3 separate regions of the Mus musculus genome follow, and all the other regions are linked to region 3. Evidence: chromatin contacts called from public Hi-C and promoter capture Hi-C data. All regions are on one chromosome and are shown on one strand. Each heading gives the region's core, a stretch centred on a gene start, on an enhancer-like site or on the middle of the called end of the contact. The rest is flanking DNA. Distances are from core to core; before and after follow the strand shown. Region 1 holds the start of Acsm2 (acyl-CoA synthetase medium-chain family member 2). Region 2 has its middle 21 kb from the start of Acsm4. Region 3 holds the start of Acsm1 (acyl-CoA synthetase medium-chain family member 1).

Region 1 (4,115 bases), core at 46-2,545, 56 kb after region 3:
TTTTGTAGGCACATTCTATATCTGTGTTTAGAAGGAAACAACTATAAAATGCTTGGAATGCTCATTAGTGCAGCAACTACTGGCTAATACAATAATTCTTTAGAGTCCCTTTTAATTGACATATCTGAAAAACTACCCATGTGTAGTGCAGGGTCTAACATAAGCAATCATTTAGAAGATTATAGCTGTTGTATTTTTTTCATTTCATTGGCTCCATGGAAAGATGTTCCAAAGCTAAAAACACTGGTCTTTGAATTCTGTCACATGCTCTTAGATGAGACTGGAATTTTAAGCCTAATGAACTTTGAGTCAGGGAATCGAGCCAGCAATCCATTGTGTTTGCTGGATTCCCAGACCCCTTGGTTCAGGCAGAAGAATGGATGGAACACAGGGTCCCCAATGGAAGAACTAGAGAAAGTACCCAAGGAGCTAAAGGGGTCTGCAACCCTATAGGTGGAACAACAATATGAACTAACCAGTACCCCCGGAACTCATGTCTCTAGCTGCATATGTATCAGAAGATGGCCTAGTAGGCCATCATTGGGAAGAGAGGCCCCTTGGTCTTGCAAACTTTATATGCCTCAGTACAGGGGCCAAGAAGTGGGGGTGGGTGGGTAGGGGAGTGGGGTGGGGAGGGTAAGGGGGACTTTTTGGGATAGCATTTGAAATGTAAATGAAGAAAATACCTAATTAAATAAAAAAATCTTAATATAACAAACTACAAAAACAAAAACAAAAAAAGAATGCTTGTCTGTGGCAATTCCAAATATTCTCTTGATTTCTCAAAGAAGAAGAGGGAAGAATTTCCTTCCCAGGCCTGGGGAACAATAGCTAGTGTTTTCATGGCTGATGGTCTCTCTCTCTTTCAGTGACTGACTCTTATCTTCTAGCCTCTCCTCTTCAAATCAGCATCTATATCTTCACCACTAGCTAACTCTCTGCTTCTTCTGTGTACACTCCTGACCAGCTCTCCTGTCCTCTACTTTTGGTTGGCTGAAGACTCCCTCTCTCCTATGCAATGCTGTCCCCTCACTAACACCTTGTGACACTCCCTTTGTGGCTTCTAGGAGTTTTGAACTATCTTCCTTTGGAGAATTTTCCCTGTCCTTGCTATCTGTTACTCCTCATGACTGGTGAGTGTCATCATGATGCACAGCCCCACCTTTTTGCCTCTTGCATAAACACTCACCTTCTGGTCTTCTTCTGGAACTCTCTCTGACAGTAGCTTTGTCTATTTCCCTCTTGGGAAGTCGTTTGAGAATTCCTGCAGCATCAGTGGAGAGAAGAGCACTGAAGCTGACAGTTCCCTAATCAAGCCTGAGTAGCCTCCGAGGGCTCAGCTAATCATTAATGGTGCACAATTTTAGGCTGATATTACTCCTCCTAACGAAGTTTATGTGAGGCACAGTCTTTGAGCCTGTGGAGGAGTGTCAGTTGAACTGCTCCTTAGCCCAAGGGATCAATGAGAGGTTTATTCTCATAATCGACAGCAAGGTTTTGCCCTGACCAGGGGAAGAGGATGGAACTTCAGAGTCTTTATGTAGTGTCTCATTACCTTTAATCCTTTCATTCATTTGACTTCTACCAAAGGTCTCTTTTCCTGCTCTGTTTGTGACACTCATCCAGGGTCACTGTTTGGATCCAGGTCTCTTGCCAATGGCCCTACAAGTATGTCTCTTGGCTGGATCTCTTTCCTGAATGCTCACCTATTTGATGTCTCCACTTGGATATCTAATAGGGTTTTTGTTTGTTTTGTTTTTTTGGTTTTTTGAGTCAGGGTTTCTCTGTGTAGTCCTTGCTGTCCTGGAACTCACTCTGTAGACCAGGCTGGCCTCAAACTCAGAAATCGCCTGCCTCTGCCTCCCAAGTGCTGGGATTAAAGGTGTGCACCACCATACCCGGCCATCTAATAGGTTTTTAAAAGTAGATTCAGATAGTGCTAGGCATTCTAGCTCTAAACCCTGCCACTGTATCTTGGGCCTTTACCAGCCGATGACCATCCTGTTACTGTTTCTTTGCATGAAATCTCAGGTTCCCACCTCCTTTATGCCTAGATCTGGTCAATCTGTCGGTTCTGCCTTCCAGCTGTGACTGCAACCTGTCCTACTCTCTTCAGTGTTCCAAAGGATCATTTCCTGTCTGTCTTGGCATTACTATCGCCGTGATAAAACACCACAACTAAGCACAAGTTGATGAGGAACAGGTTGATTTGGCTCACACTTCCGCATTGTAGTGCACCATTGAAGAAAGCCAGGAAAGGAACTCAAAAAGAGCAGGAGGCATGAGCTTATGCAGAGGCCACGGAGGGCTGCTGCTTACTGGCTTGTCCTGGTAGAACCCAGGACTTCCAGCTCAGCAATGGCACCAGCTACAATCAGTCACTAATTAAGAAAATGCCCTACAGCTGGATCTTGTGGAGGCTTCGTCTTAACTGAGGTTCCCTCCTTTCAGTTAACTCTAGTGTGTATCCAGAGGACATATGACTAACCAACAAACTAGCCATGGGACATTTTGTGCTTTCTTTTCTGTTCTTCCTGCCTCTGCCCTTGAAACCTGTTCTCAGAATGAACCTGACTTAACTCAGTCAGACCATGGAGTCTTCCAAATGAAATACGTATCCATGGATGAGCGTGGATAGGGGATGATATCCTGGAGCAGGAGCAACTGACCAATGCCTATACTGGTAAAGAAAATGTCACCTACCTGGGATTGGTGCCAAGCAACCCTATTCTCAGGTCAAGTGGTCATGTTGCCTGTGAGGCAGACAGAGGCAAATAAGATTTCAGAAGGGGTTGAGAAAGAATAAACAGAGAGACAGAGGGACATAGATGGACAATTCAGATGGTCACATAAATTCTAGCTCTGTCTTTCAAATGCCTTGGGGCATGAAGGCCAATGTCTTCAAACTCACTTTCATTGTTTATCTATCTAGAGGGAAGAAAAATAGCTCCTATTAATCCTTCTTTCCACTCCACAGCTCTTTGGCAATTTTTCCAGTGGTCTAAAGTTCATTCATCCGTTTCCAGTGACCATGAGTAGTTCAGAGTGTCACAAAGCTCCCAGGCACACTTTCCAGCCTCTGAGGACCACTGATAACTCAAGCCTTAGTTTCTGTCTGTTGAATAGGTTAACAGTGACATCTCCAAGTTTGTTTGAAAGATGATGTGTTGCAAGACATTTGATCACACTGTAAATCCCAAGATTGTGTTATTTACTAGCAAAACCTGTTTTTATCTGTGGCGTGGCTCAGTTTTAGCACACACCCTAAATCCAAGAGCTTTCTCCTTTAATATTGTAAATAGGATTAAATAAAGTTAACCATAGGTCAAGAGGCAAAGCAAGCAGCCAGTTGACAGGAAGTAAACATAAGGAAAAACTATAGAGAGTCATAGGGAATCAGGAGACAGATGGAGAGAGACACAGGAAGTAGATAGGAGGGATATTGAGTTTGAAGGAGGTTGTTTGAGACAGCGTGAGAGAGGGGCATGCCTGGCAGGATGTAGGCTGAGAAGGAAGGTCATCTGGGTACTTTCTCTGCCCTTCTGAGACAGAAGCTTTCACCCCAGCATCTGGCTCCTGGGTCTTCATTGGTAAAATCGAAGTATTGAGATTTTTGTTAACATACAACAAAGGCATGATGAAATAATTCTTACAGAGCATGGTTAGGAAAAACCCTGGCATCTCTGTTTGACTCACTCATAAGGTCAGAAACACAAAGATGGGCTTGGGAAATAGACCATGGGGTCAAAGTCCATATGACACACCTGAGAAGTGCTAGCGTGCATGTGTAATCCCAGCACTCCTAAGACAAGATGTGAAGCAGAGACAGGAGAATCATCTGGAAGCTGGCAAGACCAACCAGCAGACAGGTCCTGCTCAATGAGGAGCAAGACCTGGTGCCTGCAAGCTGTCCTGTGACTTCCATGCCAATCTTGTGGCATATGGGTGCCTATCCTGAAGGTGTCTGTCTATCTTTCTCCTTCTACACTTCCATAACAGAAATTCCTGGTTGCCTTTGAATCATGCAGCCACGAGCTCTTCTGTACTCTTCTGGAAAGTTCTCTTATATTGACTTTAAGCTCCTTTTGTCATTGCTCTCAGGGCCACTTGTATCT
Region 2 (4,270 bases), core at 1,599-4,098, 50 kb before region 3:
GCTAGGGCTCTGGTACTTTTTTTCATATCAATATCTCCTTGGTTGATATACCTAGGGTGACAGAGTTCAAACACGAAAATGCTAACTTTTGGAGCACCAGAAAAAGATGACATTGTGATTATATTAAACAAATGAATCATACCCAATAGTGGAGAAGAGTGTGCAGTAAATGATTATATTTCAGGGAAAATTAGAAATACATACATTGTTCTTATTTAAAAGAAGTCTCAGGGAGTATGCTCGTGTTGGAAGCCCTGTGTGACACTGCCTGTCCCTGCGACTGCTACAAGTTTTATTGTATCTGACATGCCACTGTTTACTATGTTCGCGCTGGTGAAAGGTCGGTGGCCCTGGAATCTGTGAATGATTCTTGATGTAAATTCTGGTCTGTTGAATGTGGCCATTTCATTCTGAGCTTTCCAGGTTGCTGGCTTAGGCTATTGTAAATCATCTCTTCCATGCTATGAGTGCTGCCCCTAGGGACTCTGCATCTGTCTCTTTGACAGGAACCTAGAGAAGCTCCTCAAATGGAACAAAGTGGAAGTTTCTGTAGGGGCTATATCAAGAGTGACTTGATCAGAAAGTGAGTTTTTGTCTTGTGTCTTGTAGAATCTGTCCTGTGCAGTGTTGATGTACCCAGAGTGGAAAAGGCTTTAGCAATGTTGGAATACGCAGAGGATCATTTCTTTTTTTTTTTCCACTTTACTTTTACTGATCAACCTTCTTTTTTTTTTTTTTTAAATATTCTAATGTTTTTTCTTTTTTTATTAGATATTTTCTTCATTTACATTTCAAATGCTATCCTGAAAGTCCCCTATATTATCCTCCCACCCTGCTCCCCAACACATCCACTCCCACTTCCTGGCTCTGGCATTCCCCTGTACTGGGGCATATGATCTTCACAAGACCAAGGGCCTCTCCTCTCCTCCCATTGATGGTCGACTAGGCCATCCTCTGCTACATATGCAACTAGAGACACAGTTCTGTGGGGTACTGGTTAGTTCATATCGTTGATCCTCCTATAGGGTTGCTGACCCCTTTAGCTCCTTGAGTACTTTCTCTAGCTCCTTCATTGGGGGCCCTGTAATCCGTCCAATAGATGACTGTGAGCATCCACTTCTGTATTTGCCAGGCACTGGCATAGCCTCACAAGAGATAGCTATATCAGGGTCCTGTCAGCAAAATCTTGCTGGCATATGCAATAGTGTCTGGGTTTGGTGGTTGTATATGGGATGGATCCCCGGGTGGGGGAGTCTCTGGATGGTCCTTCCTTCTGTCTCAGCTCTGAACTTCGTCTCTGTAAGTCCTTTCATGGCTATTTTGTTCCCCATTCTAAGAAGGAACAAAGTATCCACACATTGGTCTTCCTTCTTCTTGAGTTTCCTGTGTTTTGTATCTTGGGCAGTCTAGATTTCTGGGCTAATAGCCACTTATCAGTGAGTGCATATCATGTGTGTTCTTTTGTGATTGGGTTACCTCACTCAAAATGATATCCTTCAGATCCATCCATTTGCCTAAGAATTTTATAAATTTATTGTTTTAATTGCTGAGTACTACTCCATTGTGTAAATGTACCATATTTTCTGTATCCATTCCTCTGTTGAGGGACATCTGGTTTTTTTCTAGCTTCTGGCTATTATAAATAAGGCTGCTATGAACATAGTGGAGTATGTGCCCTTATTACAAGTTGGAACATCTTCTGGGTATATGCCCAGGAGAGGTATTGCTGGATTTTCCGGTAGTACTATGTCCAATTTTCTGAGGAACCACCAGACTGATTTCCAGAGTGGTTGTACAAGCTTGCAATCCCACCGGCAGTGGAGGAGTGCTCCTCTTTCTCCACATCCTTGCCAGCATCTGCTGTCACCTGAGTTTTTGATCTTAGCCATTCTGACTGGAGTGATGACTAAGGATGTTGAACATTTTTTCAGGTGCTTCTCAGCCATTCGGTATTCCTCAGTTGAGAATTCTTTGTTTAGCTCTGTACCCCATTTTTAATGGGGTTATTTGATTTTCTGGAGTCTAGCTTCTTGAGTTCTTTATATATATTGGATATTAGTCCCCTATCAGATTTAGGATTGGTAAAGATCCTTTCCCAATCTGTTGGTTGCAGAGGTTCATTTCTTACTGTGAGAGTATGCACTTTACTACAGAAATGCCACACACACCCTCCATTACAGGGACACAAAGGTGTGTGTGTGTGTATTGTTTGTAGAGGAGAGAGAAGGGGGGGAGAAGAAGAAGAAGGAGGAGGAGGGGAGGAAGAGGAGTAGTAGTAGTAGTAGTAGGAGGAGGAGGAGGAGGAGGAGGAGGAGGAAGAGGAGGAAGAGGAGAAGGAGGAGGAGGAGGAGGAGGAGGAAGGGCTAAGAGAGAGGGAAGAGAACATCCCATAGATATGGTCACACTGGTTTTGACCGACCTGTACTAGGTTACTGGACAAGGGCTCCAGAAATCTCTAGTGATCACGGACTCTTGTTCAAAGTCAGAATCGTTGCACTTACCCAACCTCAAGTAAGGAACATTTATTCTGTTTATCCACACCCACAAGAAGGGAATGCCATGATGAACCTTGATGAAATATGCTTATTATTATTTTGTTTTATTTTATTTTACTTTTCACTTTGTCTGGCTAAATTCCCATGGGTGAGTAAGACTTTCTCTCCCCTGAGCAGTTAAGTGGCTTATCTGCTTGTTCTAGGCCATCCACTCTTGAAGCTTGGTTTTCAGAGAGAAGTTCTGTCGGGCTTCATCCATGTCTGATTACAGAACCACGGTTAATATCCCGACAGCCACCAACTGGAACTGGATGTCCATGACTCAGGACTTTCACCAGCTAGTGGTAGGACAGACTTTGCTCTTTGGCATATTTGATCTGTGTCTTTGACCCTTACAATCCAGGTTATTGCTCTCTGTCAAGTAGTAGCTGCTTCCAAGAAGTACACTCTGTACTTTACCAAGGTTTGAGTGTCAAAGGGAAAATGTTCCAGAACTCACTTTGGAGAGGGTGTTTTGCTTTGTTTATTTGTTTTGCACAAAACTAAGGCTAGGTGTCTGGGTTAGGTGGGATTATATTTTCATTCATGTCTTCTTGTCATACTCATAAATATCAATTTTGTAAAATGATGATTGCATTTGTTGTCATTCCCATAACTTTCCAAGTTTTCTGTTCATTTACATATTAACTTGCAGTATTGTTACTGATTGGCTTAAGGGTCATTTTATGAAATATGAAAGTGAATTTTTATCATTGATTATTTGGAATCACATTCTTATAGCATGTTAGTTCTCAATGCTTAATATTATATACACTTATTTTGACACACAATTTGTATGTCCTTCAGAGATATGTCCTTAAGTGTCTTTTTAAGAACTGGCATGAAGGTTGAAAGAAAATTGTGATAGAAATTGTGCTAAGCAATTTTCTGTGCATGATTATGGTTGGATTAATAACCTAGGCATTGTAAAACAGGGGCGCGTTTCTCTTAGTCATGCTCACGCTCACAAGCATATTTCGTGTGCTACTTTCACATGTATTGTTCACATTTGATTAGTTGTTTTCCCTCAGTCTTTCACATTGTATGGGCATACTTCTGGGTATGCCCAGAGAATTTTAAGAGGATGACTCATGGGGATTTAGCAGAAGGCCCAGGTTTCCTGTCCACTGTTAAGTTTATATGTGTTTATTTCTCAGTTTTAAAGTGATCCTTTAACTTTGGAATAAAATTGTATTTAGAGTTCTAAAAATGTAGAGCTGGGGGCTGGAGAGAAGAACACTGACTGCTCTTCCAGAGGTCCTGAGTTCAAATCCCAGCAACCACATGGTGGCTCACAACCATCTGTAATGGGATCCGATGCCCTTGTCTGGTGTGGCTGAAGACAGCCCCAGTGTACTCATATACATAGAATAAATAAAATCTCTAAAAAGTGTAGAGCTGGGGATGCAGCTCGATTGGTAGAGTGCTTACCCAGCATGCACAAGGTCCTGGGTCCAAGCCTCAGCACCACAAAGACCAAGAATGCACATCTGTAATCCCATTATGTGCATGTAGAGGCAGGAAGAACAGAAGTTAAAGGCCATCTTCAGTTATATATGACCAGCCTGGGCTACGTGAGACCAAACAAATAAACAAACAAACCCCCAAACATCTTCTTATTCATATTTCTCAGGAAAAACAAATTTTACACTTATATATGCCCAGTGAGGAATCACCCCTTTCAGGAAGGGATCACATCTGTTAGTCACAACTGTCCGTGTTCTCCCCATTGCTCG
Region 3 (4,337 bases), core at 1,599-4,098:
ACCAAAAGACCATCATCTACAAGCCAAGAAATGAGCCTCAAATGAGTAACCTTGATCTTGGACTTTTGATATTCAGAAAATTGAGAAAACACATTTCTGCTAAGTCATTCAGTCTGTGATCATTTTCCATGGCAATCTTCTAGACCAAAAGGAGAGGAAATCATGTTGACACTTTATTACAAATAGTTTGCAGTTCTAACTTAATGTTTATCATGTGAGTTGGCAAACACAGTGGTTCCTGGAAGAGGCTGGCTGTGGGTAATTGAGAGGGTAGCCTTTGGAAGTCCAACAGCACAGGTTCAAATTCCACTCACCCACTGTGTAACTTGGAGTAGTTTGCTTAACCTCCCTTTTCAACACAGATGGACTCATAGCACCTATTGATCTAAGCAATGGTGGTAATGGATGACTGACATTCTGTAAGACACAGCACAGGTAAGAATTCTAGAAAGAGGGGCTATTGATGGTTAATGGTTAACTCTCTCTCTCTCTCTCTCTCTCTCTCTCTCTCTCTCTCTCTCTCTCTCTCTCTCTCCAGGGAAGCAGAGTAATTAAGCCTGAGACAAAGAAATAGTATTTAACTTCTACAACAGGATTAGAGGAAAGAAGTGGGGATCGGTTCCTGAAATAGACTGTAAAGACAGCTTGTACCACAGTGCATGTTACAGCTTTCAGAGAAACTCATATCTAGGTATTTCTGTCTGTCTTCCTGAGGTGCAGATTTCTCTCTCTAGCTCTGTCTATTTCTATAACTATGTATCAATATCTAAAATTACATCTCTCTCTATCTCCCTCTCTATAGCTATAGATCTACATAGCAACAATTACATCAATGCTATTCTATATATAGAACAATATCTATCTATCCGTCATAGTGTTTGTTTGTTGATGGGCACTGAGTATTCAATGTAATGTTAGATTCTTCCCTTGTCGCATTTTAAAAACCTGGGAAATGAAAGCTGGAAAGAGAAAAATCGATTGTGTCTATAAAATATTTGAATCATAGAATAACTTCTCTTTCATTTATGAAACACTTATTATAAGAGTTCCACATGTGTTTTTAGGTTCTATCAACTGGAGGAAGGTCTGCCGTCTTAGATATTAAGCTCTGAAGGCTCTATGAAATGATCTTAGAGCCCAATGTTATGAAGTGTTTTAAAGTATATTCTGAAAGCAAGTTGGCCATGTGTATTTGAGGTGGGCTGGGCCCAGGAATGTAGACTTACATATGCAGTGCCCTGAGAATCAGATGTGTTAGAGAAGCCCTGGGACACAAAATGTTACTTAACAGATTGACATGTTTGATGTGTCTTAGGGGAACCCAGTACAGCAGAGTCACAACATGACTTCGGCTTTACCACCTGACAGTTCTGTGTTTTGGGGCCCTGTTTTTGAGGGTACAAATATGATACCTATCACCTTGATTCCCATGTTAACTAGTGGCATCATCACTGTGCCAGCATTGAACCTAGAACATACCAAGAATTTAAAAATGTTGAGGTACCTTTCAACTACCAACAATTAAATGAATCTGCCCCTCCACCGTGTGTGTGTGTGTGTGTGTGTGTGTGTGTGTGTGTGTGTGTGTGTGTGTGTTTGAATGCACACACATGTGGAAGTCAGAGGGCAAAGTCAAGGGTTTTCCCCAAACCTCTCCACTTTAGTTTTGGGAACAAGGTCTCTCAGTGAACCTGATGGTAGCTGATTTGGCTAGACCGGCTGCTTGGCAAGTCCCTGGGGATCCTTCTGTTTCTTCTTGCCAGCCCTGGGATTATAGGGATAATTTAGGTTGCTTTGCATTGCTGTGATAAACATCATGACAAAAAGGCAGCGTGGAGAGGAAGCTGTCTTTTTGACTTACATGTTTTAATCATGCTCAGTCTCTGTGGGAGGTCAGAGCAGGAACACAAACAGGAGCAGAGGCAGGAAGGGTTGAGGAATGGCATCTGCTGGCTTTTGCTTTATGGCTTTCTCAGCTGTTTTTTTGATATAGGCAAGGTGCCCAGATGTGGCACAACCCACGGTGAGTTAAGTCTTTGAACAATCATTAATCATAAAAATTCTCCAGACTTGCCTACTGTTTGATCTGAAAGAGGTGGTTTTTTCTAATTGAGGGTCCCTCTTCCTAAATGACTTGGCTTGTGTCAAGTTGACAAACAACAACAACAACAACAAACCCTAACAAATGGAAGGCACACACTGGAAGATACCCTGCCCACACTTTTCTCCAGGTACTGGAGATCCAGTTCAGGTCCTCATGCTGACTCAGCAAGTGCTTCACCAGATTAAAGGCATTCACTTTAAAGAGAGCGAGCTGTCTTGTGCACAGGGAAGGTTTCTTTCAATGACTCTCCTTCTGTCCCTGTCTTTTCTACTCATTCCCAAACATATCAGTCCGTGTCTCTGAGCCAGCCACTGTGCTAAACATGGCTCATGTATGTCTCCAGATATTCCTCTCTCCAACGTGCCATCATTATATTGCAGATAAAGAAAGGAAATGGCAGAAAAGTTAAGTGATTTGACCAAGGCCATAGTTTATAAGTGGCATTCACAGAACTTAAATAGGATCCTCAAGTTTAAGGCTTTTGTGGAAGATAGAAATACACACAGACATACAGATTATCACAAGCAGTCACACATGCACATATGTACACACACACACACACACACACACAGACACACGGACACACACACACGGACACACGGACACACGGTGAGGGCAGGCCCTGAGGTGGGGGTAGCCAGGATGGGCTTGGTCTTACCTGGTACTGTGAAGGACACAGGTAGACTATAGCCAGGAGAGACGGCTTGTAAGGCCTGCTCTCTGTGCACAGTCTTTCCCAGTTCTGGGAACACAGCTGTGGAACTTGGCCCCTGACTGAGGAGAATATTGAGTGACAACTTCAGGAATTGGATGATGCTGCAGAGGGGAGGAGACGTTTAGTCAAGAGGTCAGAAAACAGTGCAGACTTCCAGCAGGGACAGTCATCTAGGGAAGAGGACTGTGTAGAACCTTCCCCATCCTCATGGGCTACTCAAGGTGGAACAGGATGAGAAAGGTGGAGTCTTTGTAAATTCTCAGCAGCTAACCTGCTTCCCTTTCCCAGTGTATACCTTTCTTTTGCATCTATATGACAGCTGAAGGGCCACACAGCTTCATAGCTAAGATCCATGTGCCAGAGACACAGAGATCTCTCAGCACAAGCCTCTGCTTTCTCCACAATACCTGTCTCTTCCTGGGTGAGCCCCTCACTCCATTCCTCACTTGTAAAATGAAAATGACAAATTCTTAGGATTTTGTTCACTGGTTAGTGTTAAACTAGATGACTCTTAAGAGGCTCATAACACGCAGTGATAGAGTGTGTTGGCTGTTTAATTCTAGTTAAGAGAAATGATTCTGTGTGTGGGCAAAGTTAAGGTCTTTGTAGTTCCAAAGGTTTAGGATCTGCCACGTGTTTGAAGAAGCCCCGAGTATGCCATATGGTCCTCGATTTAGGGCAGCTCATCAATAAATGATGTTAGGTAGGTCATTGTAAGCTTAGTTCTATGAAATCTTTGAAAAGGTTAGGTTAGTCAGTAGAGAGTCCGACCCCCAGAATTTAGCCGCAGACTGGGTACTGATGTTTTGTTGATTGTTTAATGAAGGCGACTATGCACAGTACCTGAGTAATTCTTTGCTAATGATCTGACTTGGGAGATTGATGGAGAGTGGAGGACCTCCAGGGATTCTGGCTTGGATTTTTCACCTCTTACTCTTCTAGTCTCTGTTGAACTTGGGATAAAAATACTTTGGCTTAAAGTTACCACTAAAGAAGGCAGAGGGGAGGGGCAAGCCTGACAGACGTCATGTTTCCTGGCTGACTGACTTATGGTAAAATTGTAAACACAGAGCAGGCAGGCATTGCTTGGGGAGAAGGAATGGTGGGGAGAAGGCAGAGTGAGGTGACTGGCCACAGTAGCTAGACATTAAATATCCAAAGGGCCAAAGTGCAAAAATCTGAGAGGGAGGTGGAAGACAGGTGGCAAAGCAAAGACACTTCTGCAAAGGAGGAGCAGGCAGTAGAACCTGAGAGATGCCATCTGGACCCAGCAGGTATCTGCTGAGCTACCACACTAATTCATGGCCAAGAGGACAGCCCCTTGGGCCTGACAGTCTGGATATGAGTCTGGATTTCACTAGTTAGCATCTCAGTGGTGCTGTGAAGGTTTCTATCCACCTGTGCCTCCATTGCAAGTGAGTCTGCAGTAGAGAAAGGACAATTCTGAAGAGTCTACACGTATACTCTTCTTTCACATCAGCCTTGACTGCAGTTATCCCACGTCACTGAACGAAAGGT

The links. A called contact is a pair of places that touch in the nucleus more often than the background predicts. Capture Hi-C pulls out chosen DNA fragments and counts their contacts.
Region 1: a promoter capture Hi-C map of liver shows a contact between it and region 3. The contact joins the promoter of Acsm2 here to the promoter of Acsm1 in region 3. A contact is called at or near these places in 3 of 39 promoter capture datasets (hippocampal neurons, liver and macrophages), 8 of 484 Hi-C or Micro-C datasets (liver, nephron progenitors and stem cell-derived motor neurons), 4 of 115 datasets of contacts at active chromatin or transcription factors (hepatocytes, kidney and liver) and 3 of 9 other capture datasets (adipose tissue, liver and pancreatic islet).
Region 2: a contact with region 3 is called in a Hi-C map of liver, with 5 times the contacts expected there. The contact joins the enhancer-like site here to the promoter of Acsm1 in region 3. A contact is called at or near these places in 10 of 39 promoter capture datasets (the 3T3-L1 cell line, 3T3-L1-derived adipocytes, cranial neural crest and 6 more), 6 of 484 Hi-C or Micro-C datasets (liver and nephron progenitors) and 2 of 9 other capture datasets (adipose tissue and pancreatic islet).

What each region holds. Positions count from the first base shown.
Region 1 is chr7:119,558,888-119,563,002 of GRCm38.p6, reverse strand. Acsm2 (acyl-CoA synthetase medium-chain family member 2) reads right to left here and starts at 1,295. Exons shown (of 14, transcript NM_146197.4): 1 at 1,190-1,295.
Region 2 is chr7:119,666,654-119,670,923 of GRCm38.p6, reverse strand. No RefSeq gene overlaps it. Among named protein-coding and RNA genes, the nearest start is that of Acsm4, 21 kb to the left of the region's middle. Within about 2 kb of position 2,848, at least 4 of the 459 cell types and tissues checked have an H3K27ac peak or open chromatin away from gene starts, as enhancers often do. A contact at or near this core is called in liver, where this site is marked.
Region 3 is chr7:119,616,323-119,620,659 of GRCm38.p6, reverse strand. It overlaps Acsm1 (acyl-CoA synthetase medium-chain family member 1), which reads right to left and starts at 2,848. Exons shown (of 14, transcript NM_054094.6): 1 at 2,763-2,848. Gm39079 (predicted gene, 39079) reads left to right here and starts at 329. Exons shown (of 2, transcript NR_166607.1): 1 at 329-435.